Regions from separate parts of the Mus musculus genome. Here region 1 is linked to region 2. The links are chromatin contacts, called in public HiChIP or PLAC-seq maps. All regions are on one chromosome and are shown on one strand. Each heading gives the region's core, a stretch centred on a gene start, on an enhancer-like site or on the middle of the called end of the contact. The rest is flanking DNA. Distances are from core to core; before and after follow the strand shown.

Region 1 (3,089 bases), core at 262-2,761, 290 kb before region 2:
TGGTATTAAAGGTGTGTGCCACCACCGCCCCACTTGGTCCACACTTTTAATCCCGGCACTCTTTGAGATCAGTCTGGTACACAGTAAGGTCTGGGCCAACCAGAGCTACAGAGTGAGCCTGTGTCCAATATAAGAGCAGCCGTGGGGGCTGGAGAGATGGCTCAGTGGTTAAGAGCACCTACTGCTTTTCCGAAGGTCCTGAGTTCAAATCCTCGCAACCACATGGTGGCTCACAACCATCTGTAATGAGATCTGACGACCTCTTCTGGTGCATCAGGGTTAGGTTAAGACAGCTACAGTGTGCTTAGATATAATAATAAATAAATCTTTAAAAAAAAAAAGAGTGGGGCTGGTGAGATGGCTCAGCAGGTAAGAGCACCCGACTGCTCTTCCAAAGGTCCTGAGTTCAAATCCCAGCAACCACATGGTGGCTCACAACCATCTGTAATGGGATCCGGTATCCTCTTCTGGTGTGTCTGAAGACAGCTGCAGTGCACTTACATATAATAAATAAATTTTAAAAAAAAGAGCAGATGGGGGTGGGGTGGGGGTGGGAGGAGGGCGAGATGAATCAGCAGGCAAAGTTTCTTGCTGTCCAGGGTGAGGACAGCAACCCATGTGGTGGAAGAGAGCTGACTCTCACAAACTGTCCCCTGACCACTGATGGCATATGATGGCAGGCATATGATGGCATGTGTGCACAGCACCCCAACACACAAAATAAAAAAGGACATTTTTTTAAAGCCAGAGTATGATCATTAATCAAGAAACTTTTAAGTTATTTATTTTTATTTTATGTGCATTAGTGTTTCACCTGCATGTGTATCTGTGTGAGCTTCTCAGATCCCCTGGAACTGTTTTACACAGCTGGGAAATGTAATCCCAGCTTGCGGGAGGCTGAGGCAGGATTGCTAAAAGTTCAAGGCTAACCTGAAATACCTAGTAAGTTTAAGACAGCCTGTGAGACCCTGTCTCCAAAGCAAAGCAAAAATAAACAAAATGTGTTTTTAAAATCCTAAATAAATAAAAGAATGTATCTCTCCACAACCTTCTTAAAAGGATTTATTTATTTTATGCATATATGAGTACACTGTAGCTGTCTTCAGACACACCAGAAGAGGACACCGGATCCCATTATAGATGGTTGTGAGCCACCATGTTGTTGCTGGGAATTGAACTCAGGACCTCTGGAAGAGCATTCAGTAGTATTAACCACTGAACCATCTCTCCAGCACCCCCCCCCCCAAAAATGAGGATCTTTGGCTCTCTCCATTATAGTTGTATTCACAGCTCTTGGCCTCAAATTTTTAAATTTCAGGGTGATCCCGAACGTTATAGGAAGCTCAGCGTGTATCTGGCCTCTACTGGTAGTGATGCTCCCAGAATGTTCTTAGATTTTGCCTGAGGCTGGTTGGGGTGAAGAGAGAACTCTTGGATTCATTAGGAATGACCAGGCCTGGAAAGCGGACACTGGGAAGCTATACCCAAGTTTAACCACAGGAGGTCTCCCTAGACCTAATTATGATTTGAGTCAGTCTTGCATTGGGTTGTGGGAACTACCGAATTGTTCTCTTTTGGTAATCTGAACACACCTGTTTTTATTTTTAAAAAATGCTGCCGGGCGTGGTGGTGCACGCCTTTAATCCCAGCACTTGGGAGGCAGAGGCAAGCGGATTTCTGAGTTCAAGGCCAGCCTGGTCTACAAAGTGAGTTCCAGGACAGCCAGGACTACACAGAAAAACCCTGCCTCAAAAAAACAAACAACAACAACAAAAGCTAAACCTGGTTGGGCCTGGTGGCACACATCTTTAATCCCAGCACTCAGGAGGCAGAGGCAGGTGGATATGTGATTTCCAGGCCAGCCAGGGCTACAGAGTGAGTTCCAGGAGAGCCAGGGTTACACAGAGAAACCTTGTCTCAAAAAAAAAAAACAAAAAACAAAAAAACAAAAACAGAAGTTACATTGATTTATTTGTGTGTGTGTGTGTGTGTGTGTAACTACAGTAGAGAAAGTTGACAAACTATAACCTGATATTTTGGCTGAGATGCCAGTAAGAAGAGAAAAACAACATTACGTAAAATCTCAGGAAATGGGAATTATTGGATTTAAAAATGTACTGATTGGTGCCTTCACTGTAACAAATGTTAATAAAACCAGGAAACTGGAGGGTGGGGTGGGGTGGCTTGTGCCTTTAATCCCAGCAGAGGCGAGTAGGTTTCTGGGAATTTGAGGTCAGCCTGGTCTACATCCTGAGTTCCAAACTAGCCAGGGCTACACAGTGAGACCCGGTTTTCAAAACAAAACAACAAAAGCCAGAAGCGCAGGTCCTCATTAGGCTGGAGACAGACGTTAATTTCCTTTCGAGAAATGAGTTTCGGCTGACGACCCTCATCCAGCTTACTTACTGGGTTATTTCTGAGGGTGATGTGTCCTGCACCCCATAACAGGCTTCACTGCGGAATATAGCTCTGCTTTTGTGGCTTCTTGCCAGTCTTTCTGTGACTTGCTCAGCGGAGTACTTGGAGGCAGGTAAGAGAGGGCTCAGCAGAGAGCAGAGAAGAGCACGGTGCCGACTCTAGATTCCTCTTCTGAAGAGAGGGTCTTGAGTTAAGCTGGGCATAGTGGCTTACGTCTATAATCCCAGTATTTGGAAAGCCAAGGTAGGAGACCACCTCAATCTTGAGGCCCTCATACTGTTGAGCTACAATGTGAGACCCTGTATCAAAACGACAACCAGACCATGGCCCAAGCAGGAGGGCTTGAGCTTCCATCCCTAGCACAGGGTAAAAGCTGAGCAATGAGTCTATAGCTTCAGCAATGTGGGCAGGGAGAAGCGAATCGCTGGATCATCGGCCAGCAGGTCTAGTTGAATCAGTGAGCTCTGGGTTCAGTGAGAGACCCTGTCTTAAAATAAAGTGGAGAAATTGGGCAGTGGTGGCGCACGCCTTTAATCCCAGCACTTGGGAGGCAGAGGCAGGCGGATTTCTGAGTTCGAGGCCAGCCTGGTTTACAGAGTGAGTTCCAGGACAGCCAGGAGAAACCCTGTCTTGAAAAACTAAAAAAAGGAGAGGAAGACATCACCTCTGGC
Region 2 (3,221 bases), core at 637-3,136:
TGCAGATGCCATTCTCGGGAATCAGATGTTCACCCACTATGACCGGGCTCATATCGCCCAGCTGTGTGAGAAGGCGGGCCTGCTGCAGCGTGCATTAGAACACTTCACCGATTTATATGACATAAAACGTGCAGTTGTTCATACCCATCTTCTTAACCCTGAGGTATTTGTTTCTTACCTGTTAGTTGTGATTAGTCAGTGTGTTTATTGTTTATACTGGGTGATAGTAATTATTAATTTTTTTTTTCCCTCTAGTGGTTAGTGAATTACTTTGGGTCCTTATCAGTTGAAGATTCCCTAGAATGCCTCAGAGCCATGCTGTCAGCTAATATTCGTCAAAATCTACAGATCTGTGTTCAGGTGGCTTCTAAATATCACGAACAGCTGTCAACTCAGTCTCTGATTGAGCTCTTTGAATCATTCAAGAGTTTTGAAGGTAATTAGGAATGTCAGAATTGATATAAGAGAGACACTTATAATTAATCAGGCAGTTCGAAATTATCTTCTGAAAAACACTTTTATGGGACATGTCTTCTCTAGGACCCCTCATGTCATGGGATCCTTGAGGTATACAGTGTAGAAGAACACCTGCTTGGGTATTTTATGAACTAAAGGCAGAAATTTGGGTTAAGAAATTTATTGTCTTGTGTTAGCTGCATAATATTAAAATACTGACGACTAATTACAGTAATATTAAAAGCACCGCTCTGACTCTTGCAATAGTGAACATTTCTCCTAAGGGGGTTTTGTGCTTCATTAGCCCAGCTATTTAAAATTCAATTAAATAATTAAAATATAATTGAAAGTTTCTAGAGTTAGTCTAGCTACGCTTGAGGTGAGCCATGGGAGGTTAGTGTCTAAGGCAGATGATATAGGTCATCACTCCAGAAAGTTCTTATGGACAGCTCTACACTAAATTTTTGAAAGTTTTATGCAAAGCTATCTGGTATGTGATACTTGATTTAAAGTGTCTCATGAAATGTGGTATAAACATTTGCTTTGCTATTGAGGCGCTGTCCTTTACTATTTGAAAACTTCCGAGCCAGGCAGAGTGGCCACTCAGAAAAATGAGACAGGTTTATGATAGATTCAAGGACAGCCTGAACTATACGACAAATCCTCTCAAAAACACTAAAACACAGAAAGATACTTTTAAACAGAATTTCCTGTTGTGTAGGGACTGAAATTTATACCTGATTTGTTCAAGTGGCTTCTGGATTAATGTGTATTCTTACTGAACTTTTAAAACAGCCAACTTACTAGGAACCTTTTCTGTAATCATGACTTGTAATTGCTTAATTTTTAGTTCTTTCATTCTCAAAAGTATAGCCAGGCTTGATGGTACATGCTTTTAATCTCAGCACTTTGGAGTCAGAGACAGGAGGATCTCTGATTTTGTGACCAGTCTGTCTGGCTTATACAGCAAAATCAGGACAGCCAGGACTCCATGAAGAGACCAGGGCTTCACAGTGAGACCTTGTCTTAGAGCAAGCAAGCAAGCAAGCAAACAAACAAAACCTGCCTATGTTCCTTAATCTCAGTTACTTTTGTTTCTTTAAGGTCTCTTTTATTTTCTGGGGTCCATTGTTAACTTTAGTCAGGACCCAGATGTGCACTTTAAATATATTCAGGCGGCTTGCAAGACTGGGCAAATCAAAGAAGTGGAAAGAATCTGCAGAGAAAGCAACTGCTATGATCCCGAGCGAGTCAAGAATTTTCTCAAGGTAAGTGGCTTTAAGTTACGTGCTTCTGATTGACTTAAGCAGTTCTACAAGGGTTGAGTCGGGCTTGAGAATATTTTTCTTACATTTGAAAATCTTAGCATTCTCAAATTCTGTGCTGGGTTATTTTTTCTAAACTTAATACTCTGTGGTTTCTCAAGAAATAAGGAAGGAAATTAGTAAGTAGTACCTAAGAACGACCATCTGTTTAAAAAGAAGGAAAAACAGTTTCATTTTCAAAGAACTTCCTTTTTTTAAAAAAAAAAAAATCAAAAGACACATTTCTTTTTTCTCTTTTCTCTTTTTTCTTTTGTTACAGGGTCTCACTCTGTAGCCCTGGCTGTTCTAGAATTCAGTATATAGACCAGGCTGGAGATCTGCCTGCCCCTGCCTCTTGAGTGCTGGGATTAAAGATGTGTGTCACTAGGGCTGGTTTAAGAAAAACACAGTTTAAAGTTGTTCTTGATGACATTTTAGAATATTCAGCTCTTTCCCCAGGTGGTGACACATACCTGTAATGTGTACATTATTAATATGTACAACAGGAAGTAGATGGCCTCTAGTCCATAAAAGGCTTTGATTCCTTTATTTTTTTTTTAAGGCACAGTTATTGATTTTGTCTTTCTACTGCCTTGAAAATTTTTGTCTGGGGAGAACAATGTGCATAAGAGCTAGCTCTCTCCTTGTATCATGGAAGGCCCAGGGGTCAAACTCAGATCTTCACATTTGGCACAAGTGCCCTTACTCTTTGAATCATCTTTCCTATTTTTTTTGAGATAGTCTCACTTTGCAGTGTCTAGGCTGGCCTTGGTATGTGGTAAAACCAGCATCTTCCAGAAGGCATCATTCTTGGCTTAGGTTTCTTATATTTTACTCTTCAATTTTTTTTAACATTTATTTATGTTTTCATTTTGTGTTGATGTTTGTGATGATGTTTCTGTGCCCAGGCCATTGCATGGAGGTCAGAGGTCAACTCTTGGGAGTCAGTTCTATCTTTGCATCATGTAGTTACTGCGTCTAGAACTCAGAATGTTAGTCTCCATATAAACGTCTTTACCTACTGAGCCATCTTCCAGCCTCTGCCTTAGATGCTTGTATTTTTCAGTTTATCTTTGGCATCATTTTCAAGATCCTTTATTGTAGGTTAAGGAAACATCTAGATTTACTTCTAGCATCACATCTGTCTGAATCCAGAAATGAAGTGTTAATGTATAATTTATAAACCAAGTGGGATCAAGATAAATTGACTTTGTGACACATGAATTCAGTTGGAGAGAATAAAGGCTGCCTCTGGCTGGAGTGAAGAATAATGTCCTAAAGAATGCTAAGCTAGAGAATAGTAAGGGTTTTTAATTTGTTTAACTTTGCTTGTTAACATTATTCTCATACCAGTTATTTTATGGGGAAAAGTAAAAATTTGTAGCTATCTATCAATGAAAGATGAGAAAAATTCTTAAACTCAGAGAGTACCACTTGTCCACTGTCACACATGACATTTTT

What was found. HiChIP or PLAC-seq counts read pairs in DNA pulled down with a chosen protein or histone mark.
Region 1: an H3K4me3 HiChIP or PLAC-seq map of bone marrow-derived macrophages shows a contact between it and region 2, with 4 times the contacts expected there. The contact joins two enhancer-like sites. A contact is called at or near these places in 2 of 15 datasets of contacts at CTCF or cohesin (large pre-B cells and pro-B cells), 16 of 484 Hi-C or Micro-C datasets (the AML12 cell line, the G1E-ER4 cell line, the HPC-5 cell line and 12 more), 5 of 115 datasets of contacts at active chromatin or transcription factors (bone marrow-derived macrophages, cardiomyocytes, embryonic basal ganglia and 2 more) and 3 of 9 other capture datasets (adipose tissue, liver and pancreatic islet).

The regions. Positions count from the first base shown.
Region 1 is chr11:87,009,108-87,012,196 of GRCm38.p6, reverse strand. No RefSeq gene overlaps it. Among named protein-coding and RNA genes, the nearest start is that of Ypel2, 17 kb to the right of the region's middle. Within about 2 kb of position 1,511, at least 73 of the 459 cell types and tissues checked have an H3K27ac peak or open chromatin away from gene starts, as enhancers often do. A contact at or near this core is called in bone marrow-derived macrophages, where this site is marked.
Region 2 is chr11:86,716,401-86,719,621 of GRCm38.p6, reverse strand. Cltc (clathrin, heavy polypeptide (Hc)) reads left to right here. Exons shown (of 32, transcript NM_001003908.2): 12 at 1-163; 13 at 256-436; 14 at 1,561-1,724. Among named protein-coding and RNA genes, the nearest start is that of Ptrh2, 34 kb to the right of the region's middle. Within about 2 kb of position 1,886, at least 39 of the 459 cell types and tissues checked have an H3K27ac peak or open chromatin away from gene starts, as enhancers often do. A contact at or near this core is called in bone marrow-derived macrophages, where this site is marked.